Linked DNA regions of Pan troglodytes: region 1 is linked to region 2. Evidence: chromatin contacts called from public HiChIP or PLAC-seq data. All regions are on one chromosome and are shown on one strand. Each heading gives the region's core, a stretch centred on a gene start, on an enhancer-like site or on the middle of the called end of the contact. The rest is flanking DNA. Distances are from core to core; before and after follow the strand shown.

Evidence for each region. HiChIP or PLAC-seq counts read pairs in DNA pulled down with a chosen protein or histone mark.
Region 1: a contact with region 2 is called in an H3K4me3 HiChIP or PLAC-seq map of stem cell-derived excitatory neurons, with 4 times the contacts expected there. The contact joins the promoter of INKA2 here to the promoter of KCND3 in region 2. A contact is called at or near these places in 1 of 7 Hi-C or Micro-C datasets (stem cell-derived neural progenitor cells) and 1 of 1 datasets of contacts at active chromatin or transcription factors (stem cell-derived excitatory neurons).

Annotation. Positions count from the first base shown.
Region 1 is chr1:119,426,630-119,432,910 of NHGRI_mPanTro3-v2.0_pri, forward strand. INKA2 (inka box actin regulator 2) reads left to right here and starts at 2,951. Exons shown (of 2, transcript XM_054685651.2): 1 at 2,951-3,054. The coding sequence starts at 3,043. DDX20 (DEAD-box helicase 20) reads right to left here and starts at 3,175. Exons shown (of 11, transcript XM_016925673.4): 1 at 2,530-3,175; 2 at 2,015-2,109. The coding sequence starts at 2,830.
Region 2 is chr1:119,192,901-119,198,986 of NHGRI_mPanTro3-v2.0_pri, forward strand. It overlaps KCND3 (potassium voltage-gated channel subfamily D member 3), which reads left to right and starts at 3,447. Exons shown (of 7, transcript XM_054685643.2): 1 at 3,447-3,610. It overlaps LOC129138661 (skin secretory protein xP2-like), which reads right to left and starts at 4,945. Exons shown (of 3, transcript XM_054676470.2): 1 at 4,875-4,945; 2 at 2,907-4,188; 3 at 2,204-2,527. The coding sequence starts at 4,945. The coding sequence ends at 2,204.

The DNA of each region.
Region 1 (6,281 bases), core at 1,701-4,200, 230 kb after region 2:
ATCATAAAAAAATCGAACAAGGAAAAAAGGAGTCATTTTAAATGAGGTGATCATGAAACCTCCTCAAAGGAGGTACTTTGAGCAGAGACCTACATGTATGGCATAGAGTAGAGCTGGCTATATGACCCCTGGGGAAGCGTTTTCACCAAGAGGAAACAGCAAATGGAAAGGCCATAAGATGGCAGTGTTCTTGGTGTATTTGAGGAAGAAAAAGAAGGCCCACATGACAGAATTCAGGGGAAAGTAAAGGAGGGCAGAGATCTACCTCCAGGGACTAGATCACAAAAGACCTTGAGAGTCATGGTAAAAACTTTGCAATGTAACTACTGGAGGAGGAGAAAACAAAACTTTGTGCTCTTAGCTACAAGAAAAAAAAATTGATTTAAAAAAAAAAAAAAAGGACTAGGAGAAAATATGCCAAAACTGTTAATAGCAGTTTCTCTCTAGGTAGTAAGATTACAGATTTTGTTTTCTGGTACGTCCTAATTTTTCTGAATTTTCCCTATTTCTAAAAATGAATACGTATTACTTTGATACACACACAGAGAATAATGTAATTTTCATAATCCAAAGACCTGAAATTAAAAATATGAATTTGCCGGGCATGGTGGCTCACACTTGTGATCCCAGCATGTTGGGAGGCTGAGGCGGGTGGATTACCTGAGGTCAGGAGTTTGAGACCAGCCTGGCCGACATGGCGAAACACCGTCTCTACTAAAAATACAAAAAAATTAGGCAGGCGTGTGGTGTGCACACTTGTAATCCCAGCTACTCGGGAGGCTGAGGCAGGAGAATCACTTGAACCTGGGAGGCAGAGGTTGCAGTGAGCCAAGATTGTGCCACTGCACTCCAGCCTGGGCAACAGAGTGAGACTCGGTCTCAAAAAAAAATGAATTGATGAAACTTTTCCAGGATTTCAGCATTTTATCTGCTGCCAAATTGTCAGAAGCCAAAATCTCAAATACATCTTAGTCTACAATTAGACTAACTCAGGTTCTTGGGAAGTAGGAGGATTTCCAATGTGCAACATCACCTAGGATTTGGTAGACATAAGATGGACTCAAAAAGCTTCCCAGGTGATGAACATGGATATCTGGGTTAAAAACCACTGTTGAAGATTCATCATCAGATATACCAATGCCTGAGAACTTGAAATACAGTCTGCCATAACAACTAAACTACCAAGTAAGGCTATGAGAATCACATCTAATTCATCTTTGAATCCCCAATGCCTGGCACACTGTTTATACGTAATACGGACTCAACAAATCTTTGTTGGAGAAATGATCCCCAAACTCAAATTTCCTGCTAATTTGGGTAAGGCAATCTTAGAAACACTCTAAGACAACCTGGAAGATGGGAGATCAATATGATACATTTACAGAGCTTTAAGAACCACCTGCATACCGGCTGTGGTGGCTCATGCCTGTAATCCCAGTACTTTGGGAGGCAAAGGTGGGAGGATTGCTTGAACCCAGGAGTTCAAGGCTGGTCTGTGCAACACTGGAGACCCCATCTCTACAAAAAATACAAGAACTAGCCAGGTGTGGTGGCACACACCTGTAGTCCCAAATACTTAGGAAGATGGGTGGGAGGATCACTGGAGCCCAGAAGTTCAAGGTTGCAGTAAGCAATGATCCGCCACTGCACTCCAGCCTAGGTGACAAAGCGACACCGTCTCAAAAAAAAAAAACAAACTCTGCAGTTACCAACAATAGCCAGAGCACTACATTACCATGAATCAAGTCAAATGTTAAGTCTCACATTAATCTAGTCAGTAAGTAAAAGAAGAATCCCTGTCTGTATTACCAAGTAGTGACAAAATTGACATATATGGTAGCTTTATTCTATTTAAATAAGGTACGCATAGAAAATTCCAAATTTCGCCACCACCACCACTTAACTCAATCATTCATCAAATTCACTTCCAGCTCTGAGGAGCTACTGGTATTTCATCTGACCTGTGGTGAAGTCCACAAAACACATCCTCCTCTGGTCCTCTCAGCTAACTCACCTGGGTACTTAAGTTTTCAAGAACAAGAGAGTCCAAAGCTATGGTGGAGAACACACAGGTTTTCCCGGTGCCAGATTTAGCTTGAACAATTAAATCTGCGAAGGAAAAAAACAATTATCACTAGCCAGTACTCACTGAAGCAACTTAGGGGCTAACATGGAATCAGAGAACTAGAAGGGTCTCCTGAGATTCCCCTAGTTGGCACCTTCATTTTTAGTTGATTCTCAAAAACGTATGAGAACACGCCTAGTCCCTGAACGTTTACCGTTTATCTTCTCAAACTTAGAACCATTTGTCAGTGCTTAAAAAAAGGTCTTAACTAGCCTCAAGTTCAATAGTGCACGTTAGTTTTACAAATAAGTTAACTGAGCGTAGCGCCTAGCCCCCGGCAGGGCCCTGCTCCGGGGGCCGACCGAGGGCTCTTCCCGAGCTGCGGCGCGGGCCTGGCCGCCGCCGCCCGTCGGTCCCCCTTCTCCCACCCCACCCCCCGACCTATCCCGGGCCCCCGCTCTCACCGAGCCCGCAGCGCCCCAGAGGGATGGCCTTGAGCTGCACCGGCGAGGGCCTCTCGAAGCCGGCCGCCCGCAGCCCCTCCAGCACCGGCCGCGAAAGCAGCAGTGACTCGAAGTCGGCCGGCTCCGCCAACAGCACATCCCCCGTGCGGGTCCGCGGGCTGCTGAGATCCTGAGCGGTCCGCAGGATCCTCACAGGCCCGGGTGTTGGCTCTGGGGCCGGGACCTCCACGGCCACATGCTCAGCCGGCATAGCACTCGCCACTGCCGCTAAGGCTCCCGAGGCTTCAAATGCCGCCGCCATGGTAGCCGCGCCGTCAGATCTCGCGATGCTTAAGGGGAGGCGGGGATCCTGGGAGCGAGAAGAAGAAAAACTTTATTGGCAGTTTTCCCGCGAAGACACTAACACGCCCGGCCTGGAAGTGGAAGAAAGGGACGGGAGTCGGAGGCTGAGAGACTGCCCAGACACACAAAAAATGTGGCCTGAGGAAAGCCCCAAGAGGGAGGAGAGGAAAGATGAGGCAACTGGTGAGTCGCTGCCTGTGGCCTGCAGAGGGCGCCGCGGGCCTGCGGTGGGGGCACCGCCCCGCCTCTCGGCCCTCTTCTGGGCGGAGCCGCCCAGCCGTGCCCCCGGCGCCACCGCCCTCTCGTCGTTCTTTGTGATGCGCCCGGTGCGTCACGCCCCCGTCTCGTGCTGCCGTTTTCCGTTCCGCTGGCCTGTCTCGCTTCGCGGCCACCTCTTCCCCAACGCTACCCGCTCCGTACCCTGACTCGCTGCTCCTCTGTGCTGGCAGAGAGCGCGCAGAACGTAGCCGGACCCAAGGGTTTATTTACCACATTGGCTGGTGTGTCCGTCTGCTGTGCAACCACATTTATCTCCGGTGAGATAAACCCCATTTATCTCCTAGCAAGTCCCTGGCGCACAGTGAGCTCTGATAAAAGTACGTTGAATTGGAACCTGGAACTGGACTAACAGCTCCCAAGTTCGTATCTCCGCCTCAGATCTCCCTTTAAACTCTAGACGTGTGCATCCATCTGCCTCCATGCATCTGCCTCCATGCATCCGCCTCCGCAGCACCTCCCTTGGGATGCCTAATAGACTCTCAAATGTTACATGCCTTCTGTATTGCTCCTTCCCCCATCATTTCATGCGTAGGCAGCTAGCAGTCTCTGCCACTTTTCCTTGCTGTGGTCTTCTGCTCAAATATCAGCTTTTCAAAGAGCTCTTCCTTTTCAAAGAGGTCTTGAACACCCTAAGACAGCTCTGTCATCCTCTCTGCTCCCTGGCCTTTCCCAGCACTCTCTTCTTTTGTTTTGCTTTATTTTTTCTTTATGATACTTATACCTACCTGAAATTATATGTCTACTGCCTGTCTCCCACACTCTATGAGGACAAGAACCTATTCTGTCTTGTTCTCCTCTGCATCCCTAGTGGGAAAAACAATCTGACACATAGGAAATGTTCAATATTTATCAAATGATTGAGCTCCTATAACAAACTCTTAGTCATCATGCCAAATTTAAATATTTCTGGACCTCAGCCATATTCATAATTCCAAATTTAGTTGTGTGGGGTGGCTCGCACCTGTGATTCCAGCTTCTTGGGAGGCTGAGGCGGGAGGATTGCTTGAGGCCAGGAGTTGCCAGCCTGGGCAACATGCAGAAACCCTGTCTCAAATTCTTAAAAAGTAAACAAATTTTTAAAAATACAAAGAATACCAAACTTAAATATATTCTGCAACCAAGCCCAACTTTGTCCATAGATTATAATGCTGGTCATTGTCCCTACCCCCTTGACACACACACAGTGATGGTCTAGATTCCATATGATATAGGAGGGGCTTTGACATGGTAATCCCATTGGAAGGTGGTCCTGAAGGTTTATTTTGCCTGGAAATTTACAAAACATTGAGAAAATGTCAACTATCCGTTTGAAGGAATGGAGACTGATGGAGGAGATGGCACTAAAGGTCCCAGCCTTCCTCTTACTGCCCTCACCTCTTTTATCTGCCTAATCCCCAGACCACAAACCTGGGAATTATTCTTGACTCCTTCGCCACTTTCTAACAATTTACCAAGCACAAGTAATTTGGCCTCCAAATATTTCACCCATTCTTCTTCAGTCTCCATAGAATCTGCCCTATATTTTAGATCCCTTTATCATCCTAACTCGCAAAAACCTCCTGAATGGTTTCTCTGGCCAGAGTTTCTTCTCTATCCCAGCCATGTACCCCACAGGTGCTAGAGTGATCTTTCTTAAGTGGATATCTTAAGCTGTTGGGGTCCAGCTCCAGATACTGCTCCTTTTGATACCCTTTTTTATTCCCCACCCCAGGGTCCCACATCACACTATAAATAATTCTAGTCTGGCTCTTATGTTGTATTTGCTTGGTTACTTGTATGTGCCTCACATTAAATAAACTGTGAGCTTCTCAAGGACAGTAATTTTGTCATCCTAGGCCCTCCAGGCCAGCACCAAGCACCTGGTAGACCCAATAAACATTGAATGGCTGACACCTTCTTGCTCAAAAATCTCTTCTGGGTCTCCATGCACATAGCAGCGGTTCTGTAGAACTCACACCAATCACTGCTGAAGAACCACAGGATTATCCCAAGAAAAGCAAAAAGACTACATTTCCAGAAAACATTTATAGTTTTATAGGCATTCTGTTACTGCATTTGTTGTTTTTGATGTTTTACAGACACAAATATTGCAGTAATGTTATTGGGAACCATGGTGAATAACACAAATTTTTTTTCTCACTAGTCAAAAGTTATAACAGTGTTGTTGACCATAATTTTTAGTGCTATAAAGATCTCTTGCCCAAAAGCAAGAAATCATTTAATAACTAGGTAAGGAGCATAACACATACAGAAATGGGCTTGATTGTGTCTGTCTCCCAGCCTCCCCCGGGATAAATAACAGTGGGATCCCTGTCTCTTCTCTGGCAGAGCAGCCCATCTACCTCCTCCAACCAGACCCAACTAGCCCAGATGCTTAATTCTCCATGACTTGTAACACCTCAATACCTTTGTATTTGCTGTTCCATCTACCTGGAGAGCCTTTCCAGGGAGCTAGAGGAGGGAGAGATTCCTATGAACTGAAAAGGTGAGAGTGACACTTAGAATGGGTGTTAAGATTCAAATGATCTCATCCAATCATTTTGCACTGGAGGCTTTTGAACCCAGAGGAAAAGAAAACAGGCCAGGCGCGGTGGCTCACGCCTGTGATCCCAGCACTTTGGGAGGCCGAGGTGGGCGGATCACAAGGTCAGGAGATCAAGACCATCCTGGCTAACATGGTGAAACCCCGTCTCTACTAGAAAAAAAATACAAAAAGTTAGCCGGGCGTGGTGGTGGGCGCCTGTAGTCCCAGCTACTCGGTAGGCTGAGGCAGGAGAATGGCGTGAACCCGGGAAGCGGAGCTTGCAGTGAGCCGAGATCACACCACTGCACTCTAGCCTGGGCAACAGAGCGAGACTCCGTCTCAAAAGAAAAAGAAAACAGTATAAAGGAAGGCATACTGTAAGGTGGCCCACCCTGGGTGTGAGGATCGGTGGGGGAATGTGGAAAGAAGGGAAGAAAACTTAAGATTTTAAAGCCACTTTTTCTCATTTGACCCTCAAAGCAACACAAGGTAGGCAATATTATTATTTGCATTCCATCTACAAAACATCTCTAATCATTCAACAAAAATTTTCTGAACACCTAGTATAAACCAGCCAAGTGCTAGAGATACAAAAATGGAACAAAGT
Region 2 (6,086 bases), core at 2,197-4,696:
CAGGTTCAAACCCAGGCAGTCTCACCTCAAAGTCTGTACTTTTTACTTCTAAGGTACATAGCACCCTAAATGTAGAAAGGCTGTAACCCTCAGAGGTACAGCCCACCCCCAAAATTCTTGCCCCAGCATGGGGCAGATTGCTAAAATGGGACAGCTATAAACAGTGAGGGTGGGAGTGACCCCTAAGGACATTCTCAGGCATATGAGGCATAGCTTCAAAGAGAGAGCCTGAACAGAGCAGCCCTGGGAAACAGCCACGCAGACACACTAGCCTGGCACATCAGCAAAGAAGCAGCCGACTTTGAGCTGGGCTCCCAATTACCCTCACAGTCCACACGGTGACAAGCTTTGCAAATACCGGCCACAGCCATGAGACTAAAGAAGAATCCTCATGTGTGCACAGCTTGGAAAGGACACACACACAGAGAAAGAATAGTCATCCATAGGAGCACCGTCTTTAAATAGAAAAGATAGCCTGAAATACACCCTGAGCTCGCGGGTGCTCACACACACAGACACACACGGCCAGGGCCAGAGGAGTGACTGAACAAATGCCTCAGCTGTGCTGGTGGCAACGGGAGGAACTCTAGTGCCCTGGCAGCTCCTGACTTTCAGTTCCTATTTAAAATGTCTGAATTGGGAGCATCGACAAGCTCCCAAATTAGCTTTTTAAATAGAAGCTGAGAGTTAAAGGAAAAGCGGCCGTGTCATGGGGGAAAAGCAAGTGAAAATCCCGGCCAGGCCGGGACCAGAGGCAGAGGGGGAAGGTGAGGACAGGCAGTGCTGGAAAGATGCAATAGATGACTGGGGACTGGTGGGAGGGACAGCATCTCCTGGGCAGCAGGACTACTCCAGCTGCCCGAATCAAGGGGCCTCCTTTCTCCCCATCGCTTGCTCTCATTTTGCAGATCACCTGGTTGTAGGAAGGACTGGTAAACAAAACCCACACTGGCCTAGACTAGAAATCCCAGTCTTTCCTATTTTCCCTAGATGGTTAAGACAGAAAGGAGAGAATAGTCTACAGCTACCACACTTAAGCAATGAGTTACGAGCTTATGAGGAATGAGGGGGCAGGTGTCTGGACCAGTGTCTGGTCTTCAAACGGAGCTTACGAGTCTCAGGAGGCCACAACTGTCCCATTAGTTGACTTTCTGAGGAGAAATGATGTGCCCAACTGTCTCCTGAAGCCTCCAAACACTGAGGGGGGCACTCAACCCCTGAGCTGCCCCCAAGATGCTAAACAACAGTGAGAATGTACAGGAGTTCAAACCTGGGCAGAAATAAAATATGGGTTTCACTTTCCCGAATTGAACATGGGATGGAGTACTGAAGGAAAGTGCCCCTGCCTCCTGAGTAGTGACCACCCAGGACCTGAGGCACTTTCTCCCAGGGGTCAGAGCAACTGAGGAGTGCAGTTGCCAGAAAATTAGCCCTTCCCCAGAGGAAAGGGAGGAGGGAGGTGGGAGCAGCGCCAGGGCCTTCCCCGAATTCTTCCCCTGTCTGCCAGGGAGTGGCAGTGTTGTTAATCATTATTACTGTATGCAAATCCCACACAGCTCCGGGACTCCTGGCAAACGCTAATGGAGCCCACGCCCACCTCCTGAAGGGCCAATTGTGTACCTTTCAAACTGACAGACTGAAGGGGGCTCCGGAAAAAGTAAGAGTGAGTGAATGAGGGACTCCAAGGTGCCAGGGGCCCACAAGGGCCCAGACCACAATTACCGACTTCCACTCCTTCATCTGGAAGAGGGCTAGGGGTTCTCACAAGCCAGAAGCCCCGTTCCGGATTCAGGGAGGTCCTTTTCCAGCCCTGGGTCTACAATTGTCCTAGGGTCTTGAACACCCTCGCAGTCTAGAACACCCCAGAGGTCACAACGCACTTTGCATTTCTCTGCCTCGGCACCCACCTCTCCACACCCAGAAATGTGATCTCTCAAGCCAAGCGTTCCCCGTCCCTGCTGGGGCACGGAGCTGCCTCGCTTCCGGAGCGCCAGGCCGAGATCCAGGATTCCGGGCACCGAGGCTGGAGACACCGGGAAAGCCGGAGCCGCGGGTCCGCCCAGCGGCGGGGACTGCGCCCTTTGCGCGCCGCCGCCCTGAGGGTGGGAATCTGGGCCGGACACCTGGCCCTGTGGGCACATGCTGACCTTCCCACTCCCCATCCTGGGTAGACGAGGCACGGAGCAGTGGGGACCCATGGGCTTCAGGGAGGGACTGAGGGGCTGGGCGGGCTCCAGTTGTAAGGGGACCGGCTCGGGTGAGAGTTCACGCTCCCAAGTCCAGACTCCCGGTCTGGGTGGTGGGTAGACGTGGCGGGAGAGGAGGGCGAATCTCGACCTTCCGATGGTGCCTTCGCCCTCCGAGAGGAGAGCGGCTCATACGTGGGGTTAGAGGCAGTGTGTCCCCCGGGTACCTCTTCAGCCTCTGCACTCGGAGCTGAGAGCCGGGGGCCAGCCGCAAAGATTGCGCGGTAGGGGGCCCCACCTTGCCAGGTCGCCGGGCTTGGTCTCAAGCAGGTGCTGCTGCCCTGTGGACAGTCAGCGAGAAATAGACACACAGCTAGGTGCACACATACCCCACGCGCGCACACGCCGGCCCTCCCTGCCACCTCTCCGTGGGTCCCCAGCCACACACGCCCCCGAACTTACGCTCACGCCGTACTCCCTGCTCCTCCCCCACCCCCAAACCCAGCTCACCTTGCCACGCTCACCCCCGTGCCCACCCTCGCTGGCACACGCGCTCACACCCGCGTCGGTACACTCCGCCACCTCCAGGCACACCCTAGGATTCCTCCACTCGCCCGGGGAGACGCACTAGGCTCTGCCTCGTCTCCCCACCCCCCTCTCACGCGCGCGCCCCTCTCCACACACACAGACACACACACACGCACTCACACTCATACACACCCTCGCGCGCGGAGTCACTCCCCCTCGCACGCCCTCGCCCTGGGCACCCTCCCGCGGCGAGACTCCGGGTCCTCCTCCTCTCTTCCTCCGCTGCCTGGCGGCTCGGCGCTCTCCGGCCCGGCCTGGGGCCGCTGGGCCCGCGAGGATCGGAAGGGAGCCGAGGGCGCAGCCTTGCCGCCTCCCCCGGACTCTCCTCTCCTCCCCGCCCCGCCTGCGCCGCGCCCCCACCACCTCCCCCCTCGGGAAAGGGACCTCGGGAGAGGCAGCCCGTGGCCGGCCGGGCTCCGCTCGGCGCGGCGCCGGCAGCGGCGGGGGCAGGGAGAGAGCGAGGGAGCCCGCGAGCCCGCGAGCGGAGCGGCGAGGCGGGGAGGGAACGCGCTGCCGAGCCGGGGCTGGAGCGGCGGAGGCTGCGGCAGCGGCGGCGGCGGCAGTGGCGGCGGCGGCAGTGGCGGCGGCAGCGGCGGCGGCGGCGGCAGCGGCGGCGGGGGAGGGAGGGCCCCACGGACGGACGGACGCACGAACCGACCGAGCGAGGGAGGCAGCGAGCGAGACTGCGCTGGCGAGGAGGAGCCGCGCGAGCGGCGGCTGCTGGGCGCTTCCCCGCGCTGCTGGGCGCTCGGCGCCTCCGCGGCCCCGGCTCCCGGCCGCAGCTTCCTCGCGCGCGCGGGGCGCCGGGCGCGGGGCCCGGGCTGGCTTCGCGGAAGGTAAGAGGGACGCGACCGAGCCTTCTGGAGCCAGGAAGTGCGAGGAGCGCTGCTCCCACGCCTGTTGCTCCGGCTGCCCACGCGGCACCCTCCCACTCCCGCGCCCGGGTGGGTGGGCGCTGGGGCGCCGGAAGGATTGGGGGTGGGGCCCGTGCCGTGGGGGAGCAGACAGCCGGCCCGGGGGCGTCGGTTCCCTCGGGCTGTGGAGCCACCTCCGGGCAGCCAGGCGCTGGGGTTCGGGGGTGGGGTGTGAACCTCTGCCCTCTTTCCATTGGCCTGTCTTCCCTCGGCGGGTGCCAGAGACAGGTGGCGAAGGCTTGCTCCGTCCCCGCTCTTGGTGAGGGGACAAGGAGAGAAATGGCTGAAAGTGGAAACCTGGAGCGGTTTGGGGCGCTTCGCAAAGTTCTCCAGCCCGGCGAGCCGGCGGTGTGTCTACCAGAGGCTGGGGGCCAGTCCCTCTGGTCCTGCCCGACGCCACTTCCACCCCGCGAGCTCTGGGAAAGGTCTCTACGTGACGCCAAGGGCCGTCGCGGCCCCGGGGAGAGGGATCGAAAGACTCACTCTGCGAGGTGTTTACACTGGAGGTGGGGGACGGGAAGGGACTGGGCAAAGTTACCTGGACTCAACTAAATTCCTGCGCTTGCTTAGTGTTGACATTTGAATAGGATCCAAGATGTTCTGCTTTTATCCCGGGCAGCCCTGATATGTCAGCAACAGGCTGAGGTTCCAGACCTGAAATCGCACTGCAAGAAAAAGGGTCCGTATTTCTTAAGAGAGAGCGTCTGAACTTTCTCGGGGTCCTAGGCACAATGCGATCTGTTTGTAAGACCAGGCATGCGTTGCTGTATTTTGCATGAATGTACGTGATGGTCAAATGTATGCCTTGTTTACCTTACTTCGAGGGAGCCTGTATGTTTACTGTCTGTAGAAAGGGCTCCTGGGTGTCCACGAATTCAATACAAAGCATGTGTACATTTCCCCATGTGGACCTGTTGGCACACAGGAAGGGAACTGATGTGTTTATTTTTTCCTCGTCTCTACTTGAATGCAACAAAATGCAAGTATACAAGGGGCCCCCCAGAGAAAGAGGTTAGTAGCTTGTTCCCTTTTGCTCTTGAGGAGGCTGGAGAAAAAGAGTTCAGGAAAGTGCCCTGGCTAGCATAGGAGTGGCACCGTTGGAGAAGAGGATCTGTGCGTGTGTCCCAAGCCTGTCCCCCAAGGATCCCCAGCTTGGTTCACCTTGTCAGTTTCATGCTTTGCCTACCAAAATCCTGTGAACACAGGAGAAGCCCTCTGGGTCATGGGCACCTTCCTCTGCCCCCAGACCAGCCCCATTCTGAGCTAGGGGATGTGATGTGAGATTGTGGAAAGTAAGTTTCCAGAGGCTCTCCACTGAGGTCATTGAAGGACAGACCTTGGTGACATGACTTTTTTTGCTGCCTTATGCCTGTACTCAGCTAGGTGTCAAACCCCAGGACAAGCTGTCTGGTCACTCCACCCCCTTTTGGCCTTTTACCTCCAAAATAGAAGCTGTTTAATGGAGTAACTGACTTTTTACAGCAGGGGAAAATGTTTTCCTTTGCCAGGATTTGTCACCTTTTTCATTTCAGAGCTTACCTGTTTTGAATGTCTCTTTTCCAGCCTCCCCTCACCCCCTATCTTTCCCACTGTCAAACTCTTCTGCCAAAAACAAAAATAGCTTCAGATTTTTCATTTGTAAGGCGTCCACGTCCTAGTAAAACCTTGGCATTTGAGGCATGTGCAGTGCCATTGGCTGGAAATGGGGCCGCACTGTTGTGCCTCTTGCAGGAATTCATACCCAGGCCAGCTCCGGAAGGTGTTGGCTCCTGTCAGGGGGCGAATGCTGCTGTGTGAGCCGTGGAGAAGGCCTACTTGAGTGGGTCATTCCTGCAGTGTTGTGGGGTGGGTATGGCCAGTGTGGCCTTGGATATAGTATCTGGTGGGACACTTGTCCTCCCCTTTCACCTCCCAACCCCCACACACAGAGAAAGTAACAATGGGGTAATTGCTCCTTTTTTGGTATGTTTTACCAGGGGGACAGGGGCTGAGCCTCTGGAGACAGCCTGGTGCTTGCTTGGCCTTCTTTAGGAAGATTGCCCTGGATTCACGCATGGGGTAAACATTTGGCCTTGGGACCAGAAGCTTTTATGGTCCCAAGATAGGGAGGGGTTAATCTTTCCTTCCCCTGAGCTCTCAATTATTCATCTGAAAGCAGTTTGTAAAGGACTGGTGGTCCTTGGAGATTGGCTTAGGGTAGAGAGGAGAAGGTGATGGGACTCAGCTTGGCAGGGGCAGGTACCTGGCATTAAAGCTTGGGAATCAGGGTAGAGCAGGACCAGGAGAATGAAAGGGGAAGGGCATCACCCTTTCAGGGGGCAGAACTGTGTGTCTGGCCACACAGGGTTCCACAGGGTGCCTCTGATTCAGTGATCTCTTACTTTTTGCCTCTTGAACC